Linked DNA regions of Macaca mulatta: region 1 is linked to region 2. A link is a contact called in public Micro-C data. All regions are on one chromosome and are shown on one strand. Each heading gives the region's core, a stretch centred on a gene start, on an enhancer-like site or on the middle of the called end of the contact. The rest is flanking DNA. Distances are from core to core; before and after follow the strand shown.

Region 1 (5,956 bases), core at 227-2,726, 48 kb after region 2:
CACACATTTGAAGACCTATTATATACTAAGCACTGCTAGGTTCTGTAGACACAAAAATGATTAAGAACTCTATTGTCAAAGTGCTTAGAATCACTTAATTGTCTCTGAGATTGAAATTATTATTCTCACTCTTCAGATACAGAAAACTGCAACTCCAAGAAGTTTATTGCTGACGTTAAAAAGTGGCCCAGTGAGCTGACTTTAAAACCGAGTGTATCGGACTCAAAGACCCATATGCCACAGATGTTTTATAGGTTGAGAATCACTTAGGATGCTAGTTAAAAATATAGATTCGCAGGTCCCTCTCCCTAGATACAGTGTTTCAAAGATCTGGAAGTTCAAGGAGTCTCTGCTTTTGCAAATTATCACAGGTGATATTCATAATCAGGTGAAATTTGTTAAGAACACCACACACCTCACTGAAACGAAGTTCAAGCAAGTCTCTCAGACCAAGGTACAGGCAACTTTTTGTTTTATTAAACTCTCTGGAGGGCGCAGAGTCATCTCCAAAAGTCCCAAATGAATCCCTTCACCCAGAAGAAAGAAGAATTTCTTCACATTTATTTAAGTTTTTAAGATTTGACTTTTCCAGTTTTTGCCAATCCTCAGAGATCCAAACTACTATGGCCTTATGCAATTCCCTGGCATCACGACAAGACAGCATCAAAAAACAACAGAGCACCACCCTTTCCCTCGTCTTCCTTCAGGTGCTGATTCATTTTGGATGTGCATCGCTAGGAAAAAGGGCTGCTGAATATAAAATCGCAAAACTTCAAAGCTGGATGGCAACTTCCACACCTGTGAAGTTACACAACTAGTTAATGGCGGGGCCAGGACCAGAATCTACACTTGCAGAACCTCTGCTCCGAGCTTTTCCTTACTCAACCTGACCTGACCTCAAAGGGTAAGGGTGGCCTGGCCGCGCGTGTGGGACCGACCCGAGGAGGGACGAGAGACAGTAGAGAAGGCTGTGGTTCCAGCCCGGGAGGCGGGGACTGCAAATACCCTCAGCCGCGCTTTTGCCTGGCCCTCACTCGGCAAACGACAGCGAATGCAAATGAGGATGACTGTTAGGAATTTTTAACAAGTGTAGGGAGAGGTGTCAGGAGGAAGCCGCGAGAGAGGAGAGGACAGGGACGCCTCCTCCCGTAGATACAAATCCTGAGAGGACAACCAGGTCCGCGAGGGGCAGGACGGGAGACCCCACGCGCCCCCAGCCTCGAGGTTCCTGAGACCCCATTCTGCCCGGCCCAGCGTCCCCGTCTCGGCACAAAGCCCGCACAAGGCGAAATCGCCGTTGGGTCCCCCGGCCCGAGTCCCCTTCTAGGCGCTCCCCCCGTCCCCCCGCCTCTAAGCTTACCGGCAGACCCAATGGCTCTTCCGACGCTGGAACAGCGGGAACAAGCAACGCCCAACCACCCGCGAGCGACCCCGGCGGACCAGTGGAGCGCGAATCCCACGGACCCGGATGCAGATAAAGGCGCAGGAAGGAACCGCGGCGCGGCCGGCAGGCGCTGCGCATGCGCGCTGCCTTTTGGGCCCCTGAGCTGAGACTCTGGGAAGTCGGTCCGAGTGCGGTGCGGCGGGGCGCGCTTCCTGCTTGGATGATCGCAGTTTCCAGGGCATCACTTTACCGCTACTTTCCCCCCGCCATCTTTCAGAGAGGGATTTGCAGTAGATTCTTTAGGCTTATGAGATTTCGTATGTAGTACCGTAGTGCTCATACATACTTTGTTGCTTATGTTGCTGTTTGGCAACATGAAAACATTTGCCGTTTATGAATACATTTCTCTCTCTACTCCAAGTTATTGAATGCATATTTGCAAATGCAATGACAGATAAGCGTCTTGTGTCAAAAAACTCATCAAAGTCAAGTTTGCAAAAGGGCAAACAGTACCATGGGAAATCGGGAGCGTCTCAGTAAGAGAAAACAGAGACTATAATAGGGTACCGGCTTTTGCTGAATGAGTCTAAGAAAGGGATAGAGGAAGCTGGAATCAGCTTTCAGCTGGGTATCACAGATGTCTATACAGGAGTGGGAAGGAAGTAGCGCTGTGGAAATTATTGTAAAGAAAGCAGCAATCATTCAAAAGGAGAAAAGGTTGTTGTGTCTTCACCATATTCCACCAGGAACACTGTTCCATTAAGAACACTGTTTAGAGTTCTATTAGGAACAATACAATCTTGACTCCTGGCCGACTTAAGGTTCTATTTCCGTGGAAACTACAAGTTAAAAAATTGTAAAACGCTGTGTCCTCCAACTCGTTATATGAAATTCTTCACCTGGATTGTAAATCCAGCCTGCTTCTTTGGATGAAATGACTCCTCGTGCATCCTTTAGTTAAGAGCAGGATGTTACATTCTCGTTGATTTAGCTTTAAACAGCAACATTGCTCACATACTGATAGTAGACAGCTTTGTTAGTACTATAGCCTTGAGTAAGTTTGCAAAAGCGATTTTTGGCCAGGTTCGGTGGCTCACACCTGTAATCCCAGCACTTTTAGAGGCCATGGCGGGTGGATGGATTGAGCCCAGGAGTTGGAGACCAGTCTGGGCAACATAGCCAGACACTGTCTCTACAAAAAAGATTGAGGTAAAATGATGAAGTAGTTTGTAGGCTGTGCAAAGAATTTAGGCTTTGTATTATAGGCAATAGGGAGTCACTTAAGCTTTATGAATTAGAGATAAGAGACTAGAACATATGTGTTTTAGAAAGAATGCTGTAGAAAGGTGGAGATTGAATGACGGTCTTGAATTACAGATATGTACCGCATAAGGAAGTTTAGGTAAGGAATGGACTGGATATTTAGCAATGGTCCTGTAAGATTATAACGGAACTGAAAACCTACGGACATTGTAGTAAATGTAAAGCTGTAGAGTAACGTCACTCGTGTTTGTGGCTACATGGGTGTAAACCTACTGTGCTTCCAGTCTCATAAAAGTCTAGCACATACAATTATGTACAGGACATAATACTTGATAATAAATGACTATGTTACTAGTATATGTATTTGCTATATTATACTTTTTATCATTATTTTAGAGTGTATTCATTCTGTATTTATTTATTTATTTATTTATTTTGAGACAGAGTCTTGCACTGTCGCCCAGGCTGGAGTGCAATGGCACAATCTCAGCTCACTGCAACCTCCTCCTCCTGAGTTCAAGCAATTCTCCTGCCTCAGCCTCCCGAGTAGCTGGGATTACAGGCGGCTGCCACCAAGCCTCTCTAATTTTTTTTAGTTTTAGTAGAGACGGGGTTTCACTTATTGGCCATTCTGGTCTCGAACTCCTGACCTGGTGATCTGCCTGCCTCAGCCTCCCAAAGTGCTGGGATTATAGGCATGAGCGCCCGCGCCCAGCCCTATTTATATTTTTAAAAGTTAACTGTAAAACAGCCTCAAGGAGGTCTTTCAGGAGATATTCCAGAAGAAGGCATTGTTGTTATAGATGACAGCTACATGTGCATTATTGCCCCGATGAACTTCCAGTGGGATAAGATGTGAAAGTGAAAGACAGGGATATTGATAATCCTGACCTTGTGTAGGCGTAGGCTAATGTGTGTGTTTGTGTCTTCATTTTAACAAAAAAAATTTTAACAGGAAAAAAAATTAAAAATACATTTTAAAATAAAAAAACTTATAGAATAAGGATATAAAAAAGGAAATGTTTTGGACAGCTCTCCAATGTGTGTTTTAACCTTAATGTTATTACTAGAGTCAAAAAGTTTTTTTGTCTGAGATGGAGTCTCACTCTGTTGTCCAGGCTGGAGTGCAGTGTCACAATCTTGGCTCACTGCAAACTCTGCCTCCTGGATTCAAGCAATTCTCCTGCCTTGGCCTCCCAAGTAGCTGGGACTACAGGCGCATGCCACCACAACAGGCTAATTTTTTGTATTTTCAGTAGAGATGGGGTTTCACCATGTTAGCCAGGATGATCTTGATCTCCTGACCCTGTGGTCCCCACTCCTCAGCCTCCCAAAGTGCTGGGATTACAGGCGTGAGCCACCACTCCTGGCCAAAAAGATTTTAAAAATTTAAATATAAAGTAAGAAAGCTACAGGAAACTAAGGTAAATTTATTATTGAAGAAAAAAACCATTGTTTTATAAATTTAGTGTAGCCTAACTGTACATTGTCTATAAAATCTACAGTAGTATACGGTAATGTCCTAGGTCTTCGCGTTCACTCACCACTCATTCACTGACCTACCCAGAGCAACCTCCAGTCCTGCAAGCTCCCTTCATGGTAAATGTCCTATATAGGTGTACTGTTAGTATTTTCTAATTTTTATACTTTTTATACTGTACCTTTTATTTGTTTAGACATGCAAATATATACCATTGTGTTATAATTGCTTACCGTATTCAGTAATATGCTGTACAGGTTTGTAGTCTAGGAGCAATAGGCTATACCACATATGTGTAGTTTGTGTACATATACTAGGTTTGTGTGCATATACTGTATAACATTCACACTATAATGAAATCGCCTGAAGATGCATTTCTCAGAATGTATCCCCATCATTAAGTGATGCATGACCGTATGGTAGGAAGACTCTAACACAGAACGACTCTGAGTGTACCTTGTATTTTTCCTGCCCAGCCTTAGTATCAGGCATTTCACTAATAGCTGATAGTTGTATTATTAATCAACAATGGATGTTAAATTTTGTCAAACACTTTCTATGTATCTATTGAAATGGTTGTATGGTTTTCCATTTTAATATGTTGGTGAATTCAGCGTTGAGTACACTTTTATTGCTGGGGAAAATTCGATTTGGTCATTGTTTTTCTTGGTCAGGATCTTTCTTATACATTTATTGTTGGGTTCAATTTTCTAAAATTTTGTTTAAAAAGTTTACACCTATGTGTATGAGGGATATCAGTCCATAGTATTTTTTGTTTGATAGTTTTTATTTGTGTGTGAAGTTTTTGTCTAGTTTTAGTATCATAGTAATAACAAACTCATAAATTGAGTGGGAAAATTTCCCTCTTCAATGTTTTGGAAGAATTTGTGTTGAATTGCAATAATATAATTTACTCTTTAAATACTTGATAGCATTCACTAGAGAAGCCGTATGTACATAGAGTTTTCTTTTTTGAAAAATTTTAACTACAAATCCAATTTCCTGAATAAATACAAGATTATTCAGGTTATCTATTACATAATTTTCATTGAGATGTTATTCACATACTATAAACTCAGGCTTTTAAAGTATACAATTCAGTGACTTTCAGTATATTCACAATGATGTGTAACCATCACTACTATCTAATTGTATTTTTCTATTTCTGTCCCCCACCCCCACATCAAAAGAGACCTCATCACCTGTTAGCAGTCCCTTCCAATTCTCCGTCGCCTACCTCATTTCCTGGCAACCACTAGTATACTTCCTTTCTCCATGGATTTGCCTATTCTGGATATTTCATATAAAATGGAATCAACATGTGGCCTTTTGTGTCTTGTTTCTTTCACTTTGCACTATATTTTCAAGCTCCATCCATGTTGTACTTCATCACATTTTATTGCAGAGTAATATTCCATTGTGTTGATATACCACATTTTGCTTATCTGCTTGCTAGTTAATAGACATTGGATTGTTTCCTGCTACGATGAGCATTTAAACAAAAGTTTTTGTGTGAACATTTATTTTCAGTTCTCTTGGATATATACCTGGAAGTGGAATTCCTCGGCCATATGGTAACTACATGATTAACTTTTTGAAGAGCTGCCAAAATGTTTTCACAGCAACTGTACCATTTCATATTCCACCAAAAATGCATGAGGGTTAAAAATTTCTCACATCCTTGCGAACACTTGTTATTTTCTATCTTTTTTATTATAATGATTCTAGTGGGTATGAAATTATTTGAATATGCGTTTCTCTAAAGACTTAGGATGTTGAGCATCTTTTCATGTGATTATTGCACTTTTGATATCTTATTTGGAGAAGTG
Region 2 (5,912 bases), core at 3,356-5,855:
ATACCTAAAAAAGTATAAGTTGTTTTGAACTTAAGAAATGCACAAAGACTGAGTTTTGAGGTAAATGGCAGAAAAAAACTAGATTGTCTTGAAGGGATTGTTGGTAAAAACTATGGATGTTAAAGGAGAGTCTGTGGAGAGTTCATAAAGAGGAAAGCTGGAGAGAAAGCTTCTATCATCTTAGATCATACATCACCACAAACAATGTCACTAGAAATATGAATGTTAAAGATGGTGGGGTATCAGACAAAAATGAGGATCATTTTATTGGAAACTGGAGAATAGGTGATCCATGTTAATGGAAACTGAAGAAAAGCCGACAGAGAATTTGGTTGAATTGTGTTCTGTAGAGTGGAAAGAACTTATCCATGATGAACTTTTTATATTCAGCTGAGGAGAATTTTAAACAAAGTATTGAAGGTGCAGCCTGGTTTCTCCTTGTTGTTTACAGTGAAATACGAGAGGTAAAAGATAAACTGAAGAAGGAATCCTGCCTGAGTTTTCCTGCAGATTTTGAATTTCCCGCAGATTTTGGACTCAAGAGAGCAATATCAACTCTTATCTGAATTTCTAGGCTGCCATCCTGGTCTACAAATTTCTTACTTGCTAGCTTCCACAATCGTGTGAGTCAACTATTTAAAATTTTAAATATGATCTCTTTCTCTGTCTCCATATGCAAGTGCATGCCATGCATGGCTATAAATATATACATATATATTTTACGTGTGTGTGTGTGTATAGCCATATATATACCTAGCATGTTAGACAGTGTGTGAAGCACCTTGAAAAATAATGTGAGAAGCCATTGTATCCAATATTTCTAGCTCAGACAGATTGGAGAATAACATTGCTGTTAGAAGGTTTTTAATATTCAATATCTCATAGGTAGTTATAAGTGGAGTTTAGGGAAAATGATTCAGGTCTAGAGTTCTGAAAACCATCTGTAAACAATTTTTTTTTAAACTGTGGTACTAGATAACTTTTTGAAGTCAGAGGGTAGGAAATAAAGTTGTTGAGAAAAGAAGAGAGAATAACTCAATACACTTGAGGGTACCCTTTTGTGAAACATGCCTTGAGGAAACAGAATAGCCTATATCCATTTGTTCTTACATTTTTCAAAAATTACCTCTAAGCATCTGTATTAGTCAATGTTCTCCAAAAACAGATGACGACCCCAGTCTCTTTAAGTTTCAGTCTGGGAAAGCTCAAAGATGCCAAAAGCATCTGTTTGTTCCAGCCAACACCTTATTTTGGTGCTAATTTTTAAAATTCTTCCCTAATGCTGACTAATCTCCCTTTTAAATCAAAAGAAATCAAAGTCTAAATGAATCACATTTTTTATTCATTATGTTGATACTGTTAGTTTTTAACGGGTCATTATGCTGTTTCGATTTATATTAATCATATACAGTTTTCGATTTTAAAATTCATTTACATATAAAAGGTAGGTTAATTTAAAAAAAAATTGAGTATATAAGAGAAATAGGAAGATTGATAAAATACTCTTCCTGACTAAACTATAGCCAGGTTCCTCTGATCCCTTTTACTGGCAAAGCCTCCACTTTGGCCTATAAAAACTACAGACTCTCAGCACAACTGATTTCATCCACATCCTCCCCTCTCCTACCCCTACACACATATCAAAAGACTTGAACAAACACTAATATAGTTTCTAACAGCTCAAGGTTGCATTCTTAAGATGAAATTTGGAGTTATCCTGGACTTACCCTCTCTCTACATCAAATTAATCTTGTTAATTTTGTCTCCAAAATGCCTACTAATCATCTCTTCATTTTCTGCCACTGATTCACCCAGGACTGTATGGTATCTTACCTAGATTATTAAAATAAAATACTCTCTTTTCCTTTTGATTCTCATGACCTTACTTGACTTCTTTTCAATCCATTTTATACACCATTGTTAGAGAAAGCCCCCTAGAGCAAAAAACTGTTACTTCCTTCCTTACAATGGTTTCTGCATAGATTAATGGTGAAATACTAACTAGTAAGTCCCCATTCAAAGCCCTTCACAAAGTGATACAAACTCTTCTTTCTGTGATTCCTCCTCTACCCCATACACTTTCTATTGTGTGATATGAAAATATTGGTAAAGATCCAATTTTTATGTTCAAAATTTGAAAAAATATAAAAGTCTAAAAAACTCAGAATAATTTAAAAATGGGCTTCAAAAATGAACTGAAAGATGTATTTTATACTGCAGACACACGGTGGCACCATTTTAGCAGCCTAACAGCAATACTAGAGAACCTTTGTTAATATTGTGTGATTATGCGCTAAAATTCTGCAAGTGCTTTAAATGGCTAATGTGATACTACTTTAATCATTTATTAATGGTATTGTTAGTGCTAAAAATGCTCCACAATATCATTAACTTTGAAAAAGAATTTAGAGGTGATAGTTATTTATAGATTGTTTTTATTACTCCTTTGTTTTAGGCTGAATTGTGTCAACACGTCCATGTTCATATGTTGATGTTCAAACCCCCAGTATCTCAGAATGTGACTGTATTTAAAGATAGGGTCTTTAATGAGAAAATTAATTTAAAATTATTAGGATCGGCCCAAATCAAAGATGACTCAAAAATGAACTGAAAGATGTATTTTATACTGCAGACACACGGTGGCACTATTTTAGCAGCCTAACAGCAATACTAGAGAACCTTTTTAAATATTGTGTGATTATGCTCTAAAGAAAGCATATAATTTTCTGATAAGAAAAATATCAGAAATGTCAGCCTTATAAGATACTGCGGTTTTCTAAAGTGTGGGACAAATACCTGTGGAGGCACCAAGACAGATTTAGGTGAGATATAGACATGGTATGAAGGACACTGTGTCATTCAGATAAAGTTTTTCTTTCACTTATTTCTGGTAAGAAAATTAGGAAACAGACATGTATAGAGGGAAGACCCTGTAAGAAAACAGAAGGTACTGATCTACAAGCCAAACAGAGAGGTCTCAGAAGAAACCAGCTGTGCTGATATATTGATCTCAAACTCTTAAGCCTCCAGAATTGTGAGAAAATAAATGTCTATTGTTTAAACCACCAAGTCAATCTGTGGTATTTTGTCATGGAAACCCTAGCAAACTCATATTCCCTTCAGTATATTTACAAATATAGAAACCATACAATAGTTGTGGATTAATGTACTATATAGGAGTGCAATCTCCATATTATATATTTATTCTTACAGAGAAACTGAGTCTTGATTTATGAGTTTGTAAATTATTTGAGCTCTTCAGAAATCCTTGCTTCAAATAAAATGCCACTGTCCTGAATGTTGGCCGTGTTCTCTACTGACTATTAACCCAATATATTGTGTTTTTTTCCTCATTTGTATCCTTGCTCAGCTGAGCCAAGTTTAATGGAGTGGTTAAGGGTGCAGGCTCTAGAGACAGACTGTGTGGACTCACAGCCCCGGTTCATCACTAACTGTGACTCTAGGCAGTTATTTAAAAAGCGTGGGCCACATTTTTCTTGAAAATCTATAAAACAGATATTAAAAGGGCCAGCAATAGAGGGCTCTGTGAAGATCAAAAGAATTGATACAAAGTATGTCGAATAGTACTGGGAACTGAGAAAAATGTGTTATGCTGTTGATTATTCCTCTGCTTAAGTTCCATTTATCTCCTTGGGTAAAAACAAAAAACTGCCTATCCTTCAAAGCCCAGAAAAGATACCTCCTGTTTCTTCTCAAGTTGAATAATAAACTTACGCTGTCAAAGATATTGCAAGACATGAGCTTTAGTTTCCAAAAACTTGGATTCAAATAATTTTTGCATTGATCTATGATGTAATTTTAGACATTTTGCTTAATTTGTTTGAGTTTCCAGAGCTGGTATATAACCTGACACAGTGGAGCTCAGCATTTTTCTAATAAATATGTTTTTCCGTTTGTAGGTTGGGAAATATTATAATATCAGCCTTATAAGATACGGCGGTTTTCTAAAGTGTGGGACAAATACCTGTGGAGGCACCAAGATAGATTTAGGTGAGATATAGACATGGTATCAAGGACACTGTGTCATTCAGATAAAGTTTTTCTTTCACTATTACAATCAATGTTATGGCCCGTTTCCTTTCAGATGCACTTCAAGATTAGCTCAGTCACTGACAACATGGGGAATATATTTCGACCTCAGATTTTAAAAGTGCCATTATTATTTAGACACTAGGTAGAAGGCTAAGTCTCAACGTTGTGCTAATAATAGCATCGTTTATCCCTGGACTAAGACCTCCGCTCCCGGTTGGGGAATCAGACTGCCTGGGCGGCACTCCAGGCTCGACAGCTCCCCAACTGCGACCTCCTGGGCAAGTCACTCGGTCCGGATTTCCTGACGTAGTATGGGGGAACTGACAGTACAACACACAACACAGGGCAGTAGTGAGAAACAGACAATGCAAAGGAATTGGCACAGCACTCAACAGACAATATAAGCTAATATATACTCTGCCTGCACACTGCGTTTTAGGGTTAATTGAAAGCCCCCACTCACGTGACCACTCCACTGCCCGGCGCCAAGACGCGCTGATGTCACGCCGTCGTGCGCCGTGCAGGCGTCAGCAAGCTGCGCCGCGCCGCGCCGCGCCTTCGGGGTGCTTCCGGAGCTGGTACTTGGGCAGAACTACCCGGGGTTTATTGTCTTCGCTTCACAGGGTCTGTTTGAGTCCTGTCCACCGGACCCTACCGGGGTACCTTTGAAAACAAACGGGCTATGTTACTGTTGCTTGTCGGTACCCTCTCCTGACGCCTCCATCGCCCGGGTCATGTGGACCCTCGGGGGTCGGGGCTGGGGGTGCGCACGCACTCTCGCGCGGTGGGCCCCTGGGGCCGCGCTTGGGCCCGCGCCGACCTTTGGGGCTGCTCCAGAGTCCTGGCCTACCTGCAGGGTCTACAGCTCCGCAGAATTCAAGGTGACTGCCCCCTGGAATCTGATATAGCCACGTTTTAAAACATTGGAGTACCCCATGCGATCTTGGAAATGTGTAGGACTTTCTGGGACTAGCTCTGAATCCTGCTTACAGGGAGGTAGAGCAGAGTGTGAGCACGGCTCAGGTTCCCGACCCTCCACCGTTCACTAGTGTGACCTTGGGCAAGTCACTAACTTCGTAGGATTTCTCATTTGCAATGTCAAATGTTGATTTGTTTACGCGAGCCACTGGTCGAAGTGCTTTGCGGGTATTCATCTATTCTCCTAAAAAGTCTGCTGAGAAAGTTGCTAGTAAATGTTAATATAACGTCCATTTTCCTGCAAATTAACTAGCTATGTGGCCTGGGCAAGTTACTTCTTTGTCACTCTCCTGCTTCATTTGTTGAATGCAGAACTAATCAAACATCCATTGGCTAATTGGTGAGATTTGTGTGATTTGAGGAGTGGACTTTTTTAGACTAATACCTAGAATGCAGGAAGTGCTCGGTCTGTCTTTGTAGTTTTATTATTTCCTTCTACCTCAGCCAGAGCAAACCTGTGTACTTTTGACTCTGGTGGGAGAGGGTGGGAGGTTCAACAACTCTGATAATTGTGAATGGATACAGTTTAGGCAGAAAAGTGAGGTGACTGAAGGCAAGCTATAAGTAGGCAGAAAGACAAAACCTTACAATTAATCAACTTTGGCCCTAATATGGCTGTGGTTTCAAAAATGGATTTATATTGCAATTCACGGTTTTAAAGATGGTGCAATTCTCTACCTTTTGAACTGAAGGGAAAGAAAATCTACAGGGCAAACATCAGAATTGGTCTTTTTTTGGTGGGGGGGCAGACTTTCAGCTATAATTGTGCTTTTATTATCTGTCTTATATGGGGCTGTTATAAAAAAACTTAAAGCTCTTGTGAATTTTATATTTCATTTTAATTTTATGGTTTTGATGATTGTGAAATATAGAGTTGATTG

Evidence for each region. Hi-C and Micro-C count contacts between places; a contact is called where the count stands out from the background.
Region 1: a Micro-C map of CD4 T cells shows a contact between it and region 2, with 7 times the contacts expected there. The contact joins the promoter of GNPDA2 here to the promoter of GUF1 in region 2. A contact is called at or near these places in 2 of 14 Hi-C or Micro-C datasets (CD4 T cells and cortical neurons).

Annotation. Positions count from the first base shown.
Region 1 is chr5:44,080,589-44,086,544 of T2T-MMU8v2.0, forward strand. It overlaps GNPDA2 (glucosamine-6-phosphate deaminase 2), which reads right to left and starts at 1,477. Exons shown (of 7, transcript NM_001194875.2): 1 at 1,361-1,477.
Region 2 is chr5:44,029,403-44,035,314 of T2T-MMU8v2.0, forward strand. It overlaps GUF1 (GTP binding elongation factor GUF1), which reads left to right and starts at 4,606. Exons shown (of 15, transcript XM_078002617.1): 1 at 4,606-4,934. The coding sequence starts at 4,788. It overlaps YIPF7 (Yip1 domain family member 7), which reads right to left and starts at 4,558. Exons shown (of 6, transcript XM_078002618.1): 1 at 4,517-4,558.